2 separate regions of the Capsicum annuum genome follow, and region 2 is linked to region 1. The links are chromatin contacts, called in public Hi-C maps. All regions are on one chromosome and are shown on one strand. Each heading gives the region's core, a stretch centred on a gene start, on an enhancer-like site or on the middle of the called end of the contact. The rest is flanking DNA. Distances are from core to core; before and after follow the strand shown. Region 1 holds the start of LOC107870504. Region 2 overlaps LOC107872365 (GDSL esterase/lipase At5g37690).

Region 1 (4,198 bases), core at 864-3,363:
CAATTGCATCTAACTGAGTAATTCCTAAACTAAAACTTGGAGGATTATCCATTACCAAATAACACTATTTTAAGTTAACAGTATTGAAAATCGAACTAAAAACAAGAAAATCTCAGATCTAACTTGTACCATATGAAAAATAACGAAAAGCCGAACTACTTAACTTGAATAAGCTTGAACAATACTATAATTTGAACATGAAAAAAAATAAAAAACGAAAAACCTTTGATTTGGAAAAGTTGAACAAAAAAAATCAAAAAAATTGAAAAACCTATTTTGAGAGGAAAGATCTATCAAAGCAGAAAGTCCAAAGCCAAAGGTTTTTTTCAATGCGTATGCTTTAAAAGTCAGACTTGGAATATATTATTTATCTGTACTATATTAATGGGATAGGAATTCGTAGTGGGACGTTCTTTTCATAGATCCTTCGAGCGAGAAAGGTGTTGCGCCGGGGCCTCCTCAAGGTCATTCGGAACCACTTTAAGGCTGTTTATTGACCATAGCAACGCAATGTTCAGTGGTGGGGCAAAGCACTAGCGAGAAGCTTCCCTTGGGATTATTTTCCCAGGCAATTTGCCTTTTTTGCGCTTATACGCTTTTCTCTGTCTTTGATGTCAAGCCCAGTCCCAGTGACCCATTGGATTGGATTTCTCCCTTGGGTGGACTCCATATGGGGATAACTTGTAACTTGTAAAGTCCAGGAATGAATGCTTATTAAGGAATCGGTAAGCTGATGTGCCATTACTGGGTTTCATCCTATGGCAATTATGGACTCGGGAATGAACGAAGTCGCTTCACTTCAAAGTAGAGGTTTGTGGTAACGGTGGACTGACAAATCAGCTCCAAGGCCTGAGTGCCTAGGTTGCAGTGGTAAGAGTCGCTGCCGATGGAGTTCCAGCTGCCAGAGTCTTCGATAAGAAAGAGGCGTCTGAGTAAACAGAAGTGAGATCTTTCTAGTTCTTGAACTAGCCTTCCCCAGCTTGAAGGAAGTACAATATTAAAAACAATTAACTGTTGAATAACTTACAATTTGATAACCACAAGTAGATTTTACTTCAAGTATGCCGTAAAAAAAGGGGTTTCAAAAATGGAGTAAATAACGGCTTGTTAATGGGAGCATAAGGGAGTAAAAGACGGAAGGATGAAACCGGTTGTTACATGCATAATGTTGATGAGAAAGAAAATACCCAATAAAGGGATTTTTGTAATTATTATGGGATTTATGTAATTACTTTACCAATTGGGGATTTTTTGTAATTATTTAACTTAAATTTGTGTATATATATATGTAATTCTTAGATAAAATAATCATCATATACCACAGTGACTCATTTTGAGAAAATATAATTCTAAATTTGTAGCTAAAACAATTTCAAAGTTTAAATCATTTATATAAAAAAATTAATTTTCACCGGCAAGACATTAAATTTTGGATAACTTCAAATTAACTTCATATATTTGTTTGACTACATATTATGAACCAAATCTTAAAAATCCATCTTCAATTTTTTTTTTCAAGTTTGAGCCATTTTAAGAAGAGATTTAATTTTCACCCGAAAAACTTCAATTTTGGATCAAAATTAAAAAAAATCTAACTTCATATATTTGTTTGACCATATATTTTAAATCAGATTTTAAAATCAATCTTCAAAAAATTTTCAATGTTAAATCCAATTTTGGGAGAAATTTAATTTTCGCCCTCAATATTTCAAATCTGTATCAACTTTTAAAAGTTCACCTTCTTATATTTATTTGACCATATATTTTGAATCGTATTTTAAAGAGCTGTCTTAAAATCTTTTCAAGTTTATACTATTTTTGGGAAAAAATTCATTCAACCCACAAGACATCAAATTTAAAATTTAACTTCATGTATTTGTTTGACTACATATTTTGTATCATATTCTTAAAATCAGCCTTAATTTATTTTTTTAAAGTTTATACCATTTTTAGGAGAATTTTTTTTTTTCTATCCATATGACTTCAAATTTTGGATCAAATTTTAATTTAAAAATATTGATCTTCATATATTTGTTTGACCACATCTCTACCTTCATTTTTCTCGTTTTACTCAATATATTAGAGTATTATTATTAAAGCAAATTACATATTTGAGCAATCGGTCCATAAAAAAGCCCAAAAAATTCCAATCCAACCAAAAGAGTACTTACCAAAATCGCGCCAAATAGAGAGATTTTGCAAAATCCAATATTGCTCACCTTTATAGTTAGTTATCTTAGAACCAAAAATTTTCTCACAAAAAAAAAAAACAGTATTCAAAAAGGTACAATTCTTCTTCTTCTTCTTCTTACTCTCACTCTTCACATTTTTTATGTGCATTTGATTCTATATACATACAATTCAAAATTCATCTTTTGTGTTTATTCAAACCCTAGAAAAAGCGATTTTTTTGTTTGATTTTTGTAGAAAGAAATGGTTATGGATGTTAACAAAGAAATGAATGCTGCATTTGCGAAGGCGGAGAAGGAGATGGATGAGGTTGACGAAATGCTGGTGGGTCGACGATTTACGAAAGCGAATAGCAAGCGTGGAAGTGGAATTAACCAGGTGTTGAAGTGAGTTTTTTTTTTTTTTATGTGTTGAATTTTGAATTTGCTTCTTTACGTTCGCGAGGTAGTGGTAAGGCGTGCGTACAATCTACCATTCCTGGACGTAACTTGTGGATTTTTTTTTTTTATAACCGTGGTGTCCGAGCCAGCAACTTGTGGAATTTTACTGGCGTTGTTGTTGTTGTTGTATTGAATTTTGAATTTGCTTCTTTACGATTCGCTAGGTAGTGGTAAGGTGTGTGTACAATCTACCATTCCTAGATGTTACTTGTGGAATTTTACTGTTGTTGTTGTTGTATTGAATTTTGCCTCTCAAATTCGACGAGTTAGTGGTAAGGTTTGCGTACACTTTATTAGACGTTACACTGGGTATGTGGTTGTTATTGTTTTGAATTTTGAATTTGCCTCTCGACCTCCACGAGGTAGTGGTAAGACATACCTTGTGGAGGTCAAGACGCAAATTCAAAACTAAAAACTCAATACAACAACAACATATCCAGTAAAACCCCACAAGTAACGTCTGGGGATGGTAGATTGTACACACACCTTACCACTATCTTGTGAAGTAAAGAAGCAAATTCAAAATTCAACACAACAACAACAACGCTAGTGGATTCCCACACGTAACGTCTAGTAGAGTGTACACAGACCTTATCACTACCTCGTGCAGATCGAAAGGCAAATTCAAAATTCAATACAACAACAACAATAACATACCCAGTGAAATCTCACACGTAATATCCAGTAAAGTGTACACAGACCTTACCACTACCTCGTGGAGGTCGAGAGGCAAATTCAAAATTCAAAACAACAACAACAGTAACATACCAAGTGAAATCTCACATGTAGCATGTATACAGACCTTACCACTACCTCCACAAGGTAGTGGTAAGGTGTGCGTACACTCTACCATCCCTAGACTTTACTTGTGGGATTTCACTGGTGTTGTTGTTGTTGTATTGAATTTTGAATTTGCCTCTTGACCTCCACGAGGTATTGGTAAGGTGTGCATACAATTCCTAGATGTTACTTGTGGAATTTCATTGGCGTTATTGTTGTTGCAATAAGTTTTGAATTTGCTTCTCTACCTCAACGAGGTAGTGGTAAGGTCTGCACACACTTTACTAGACCTTACATGTGGGATTTCAGTGGGTATGTTGTTGTTTTGTAGTTTTATTGTAATACATTGAATTTAAATTTGCTATTTGGAAAGCAATTTTGATGAAATAGATAAGTTTTTTGTTGGATTTTTTTTTTTTAAAATGTTATTTGGAAAGCAACTTTGATGAAATAGATAAGTTTCTGAATTGAATTTGCTATTTGGAAAGCAATTTTGATGAAATAAATAGGATTTTGGTAGATTTCTTTTTTTTTTTTTTTTAGATTTTTGTATGCATTGAATTTGCTATTTGGAAAGCAACTTTGATGAAATAGATAAGTTTTTGGTAGATTAATCTCTTTTTGATAACCGTGACGTCCGAGTCAGCTTGCCGGCCTAATTCGGCAGTTGCCTACCACCTCCCATGAACTGTCGGTACTAGGTAACTCTGTCTACCAAGGCTAGAACAACTGGAAAGAAATCACCTACTGTGTTTTTCTTCCCACCTCATGGTGCTCAACTCACTTCA
Region 2 (4,198 bases), core at 583-3,082, 73 kb before region 1:
GTTGAACAATACGAACTCCCATCCTATAGAGCCATTTATGTAAAATTGCCATGTAGATGCCACATGAGACACGTGAGTTTATGTGTCTATTTGTGTACACCCAAAGTTGGAGGGCGTAGATGCCAACTGAGGTTAGGGGTGGAGCCAGAACCTTTTGGCAAGAGATTCATCCGAACCCTCTTCGAGGAAAAAATATATCATTTATACATTATTAAAATTATATTTTATGTATCTATAGTAGGTGTTGAACCTCCTTCGACTAAATTTTCTTCAAATATAACCCTGAATTGAAATCCTGGCTCCGTCTCTGACTGAAGTCAAGCTAACGGACATGTTTATGTATTAATTCTAAATTCTCAAATTAATTTAACTTGCAACTGATTCAGAATATGTTATGTGCACAAAATTACAGATTCAGAGAATGACATTTGATGATCAAATAAATAGTTTTGAGAAGACAAAAGAAGCAATCAAGGCTAAAATTGGACAAGAAGATGCAGAAAAACATGTTAATGAAGCTGTCTACTTTATTGGAATGGGTAAGTTTTCTTCTTTATTACGTTGCTCAGACTTTTCAAAAATACCGTCACGCGCATTCATATCAGATTCTCCAAAATTATCATTTTCGAAGAATTTAACATGCATCTAACGACATTCTTAAAGAATCCACTCAGCATAGATAACGACATAGTACTAGCATAACTTAGTGGGAAATAAGAAAAATTCGATGTTGTTGATGTTTATATCGATCGATCATAGTGATTTATTAGATCGAAAACAGAGGATCTTGAATACTACTTGAAATTAAGAAAAACAAAAAATTACGAACAAATTAAATAATCCCTTTTTATTTGCCTATCTTGGTAATGTATTTGCCAAAAAACGATATAACTCTGTTGCTCTGATGCCAAATTTTTGTAATTTTTTTTAGGTAGCAATGACTATGTCAATAACTTCTTGCAACCCTTCTTAGCTGCCGGACAACAATACACACATGACGAATTCGTAGAGCTTCTAGCATCAACCTTAGGCGAACAATTCACAGTAAGTTATACATAGTTCAATTCTGATAGCGAAATGAAAAAAAGGTCATATCTATCCCTGAACTGTTGAAAATGGTTCGTAAATACCCTCTGTTATACTTTTAAATTATTTATACCCCTGTCGTCTAATTTTAGGTACATATATACCTCCGAACTATTGAAAATGATATGTATATATACCCTTCAGTTAGACGGCGCACGCCACGTGTCCTCATTCGAAAGGAATTAACCCATTTTTCCTTAGCATTTTATCTCCTGACATACCAACGAAATGTTCTACGACCGGAGTTGGAAGCGAATTTCACCCATGCCTATTTCTTGGCAAACCAAAACCAATGCGGCCACAACATATTTTTTTAGGATGAGGACACGTGGGCGAAACTCACTTCCAATTCCGACCATTAGACATTTTCCCAGCAGGTCCGAAGATAAATTGCTAAGGTGAAATAAGTTAATTTATTTCGGATAAGGACCTGTGGCGCACGCCATCTAACTAAAGGGTATATATACACTATTTTCAGTAGTTTGAGGGTATATATGTACCCAAAATTAGACCACAAGCGTACACAAATAACCCAAAAGTAGAACAGAGTGCATTTACATACCATTTTCAATAGTTCGGGTATATATGACCTTTCTCTGATAACAAAATACTACATACATTAGTTATGCAAGATTTTATATCGGAAATCAAATGTTGTACGAGTAATGCAGAATGTGATAGTAAGTAGCTGTCTATAACACGTGTCTTTCCAGTACTGACTTACTGCATACCATTGTTGTACAAGTAATATAGAATGTGATAGGAAGTAGCTGTCTATAACATTCTTTCCTGTACTGACTTACTGTATACCATTGTTATTGGACTCACAACATTTTTTTTTTAAAAAAAAATAAAATTAGAGGCTTCATCAACTTGGAGCAAGAAAAATAGTGTTCCATGGACTTGGACCACTAGGTTGCATTCCATCACAAAGGGTGAAATCTACAAGAGGAATATGTTTGAAACAAGTCAATTTATGGGTACAACAATTCAATTCAAAAGTCAAGAAATTGGTTGACAATTTGAATAAGCATCTTCCATATGCACAAATGACATTTGCAGATACTTATCCATTAGTTCTAGACTTGATTGAGAACCCCAAAGCTTATGGTAAGTTCAATTTTCTCATAACTTAAATATATATATATATATATATATATATATTATTTGTTGTTTGTAAAATACTAAAAAATAGTAACAAGAGGTAGGGCACGCTACAATTAACATAACAATCAGCTAAAATTCAATAACTTCTTAAATATTTTTGAGTGAAGCATCTAATACTTCTAAATTATGACCAAATTTGCTACGACACACCTCATTCACGAGAATCCTATTACCCTCAAACTAAATTTTGACATATTTATGATCAAATTTGCTACGACACACCTCATTCACGGGGATCCTATTACCCTCGAACTAAATTTTGACATATTTTTGTCAGCTGAACTATGACCAAATTTACTATGAGCTGAACTATGACCAAATTTACTACGACACACCTCATTTATAGGGATCCTATTACCCCCCAACTAAATTTTAATATATTTTTGTTAGCCTTTTTAGCTGACGTGACACCTTTTGTCAACTTTTTCAGCTGACATGACACCTTTAATGGGGGTTCCATTTTATATAATAAAGGTATTACATCAGCACAAAAGGATGACAAAAATATGTCAAAATTGAGTTCCGAGGTAATAATACTCTTGTGAAGTTGGAATGTGTTGTAGCAGCTTTGATCATAGTTTGAAAATGTATAGGATGCTTATCTCTATAGTTTTCGTAGACAACTTATATTTTACAGGATGATCAACACGTAGTTGATTTCTGTCTCTTACCTTTCATGACCAATCGATGATGCCTCACATACATAGGTTCACATACATAGGTACCTAAACTTCAAAATCCTGAGACCATCATCCTAAAGTCCATTTCATAAAATTCAAATCTTAAATTAGCCTCGATTAGTTTGGTATTTTTCTTTACTTGGGACTTTTAAAGATTGAATTTTTTTGTTACTATTTTTGTCTTTAGGTTTCAAAATTTCCAATACATCATGTTGCAATGTGGACACAAGTGTTGGAGGGTTGTGTTTGCCAAACTCCAAGTTGTGCACAAATCGAACTGAATATGTATTTTGGGATGCATTTCATCCAACAGATGCAGCAAATGCTGTGCTTGCAGATCGAATTTTCGCCACTTTGTTTCATCAAACCACGTCAAGCCCTGCACCAGCACCAGCACCAACACGAGCACGGAAGTTTTTTTCAAGAAAACATAGAAATTGACTTGGAGGGTAAAAAAAAAGTAGACAAACGGGACCTATTATGAGACATACAATGTGTTACATAACGAGACATGTTATAGTGAAAAAAAAAGGATCATTCGAATTGTCATCAAGGTTGCTATTGCTATTTGATTCTATTGTAAATTGTTGTTTAATTACATTGTCTTAATATTTGTTGCGAGTCACTGAATTATTTATTAACATATTATGGTAAAATTTCACCAAAAATTAAATGTATCTTGAAACTGTTTCCCTATATTTGTTAATTTTGAAGCTAAACTTTCTAATATTAAGATGACATTTTAAACATTTTTTGTGTATGATTTGGTAACTTTTAAAAGATTATTTTGCCAAAACAAAGTTGTAATTTCTTTTAAGATGTGAAAGTAAGAAAGATTATTCAATTTATTATCAAAGGATGCAGTTGTTGCTTATTTTATTTCACGCAATTGGCAATTTTATTCCATTTTAGAAAATATTTGGGACAGTGGCAAAGACTTTTCAAAGCTAATTTAGATTTGAACTATGAAATTCTTAAATTATTAATGCACTTTAAACATGTAATTACTAAGTTAATTATCACTTTTGACGAAATAATTAGTCTTGTTAAATGTTAATTTATATAATCAGGAACAAGATATTACCATAATTATAATCGTTTTATGTTTCTACCAAAATAATCACTAATCTGAAAACATTATGCTTAACTTATACAAGAACAATATTATAAAGCTAAACAACAAAAATAAATTAAAATTTAAAAAAAAAAGGTAAAATAAAAGTAATTGCTCTCAGATATGGGCCAAAGATTTTCCACATGTGAAA

What was found. A called contact is a pair of places that touch in the nucleus more often than the background predicts.
Region 2: a Hi-C map of leaf shows a contact between it and region 1, with 3 times the contacts expected there. The contact joins the enhancer-like site here to the promoter of LOC107870504 in region 1. A contact is called at or near these places in 3 of 5 Hi-C or Micro-C datasets (bud, leaf and placenta).

Annotation. Positions count from the first base shown.
Region 1 is chr12:3,996,159-4,000,356 of UCD10Xv1.1, reverse strand. LOC107870504 reads left to right here and starts at 2,113. Exons shown (of 10, transcript XM_016717059.2): 1 at 2,113-2,284; 2 at 2,428-2,576. The coding sequence starts at 2,434.
Region 2 is chr12:4,068,480-4,072,677 of UCD10Xv1.1, reverse strand. It overlaps LOC107872365 (GDSL esterase/lipase At5g37690), which reads left to right. Exons shown (of 5, transcript XM_016719105.2): 3 at 413-539; 4 at 932-1,044; 5 at 3,121-3,563. The coding sequence ends at 3,417. Among protein-coding and RNA genes, the nearest start is that of LOC107872365, 4.1 kb to the left of the region's middle. Within about 2 kb of position 1,832, at least 5 of the 5 cell types and tissues checked have an H3K27ac peak or open chromatin away from gene starts, as enhancers often do. A contact at or near this core is called in bud and leaf, where this site is marked.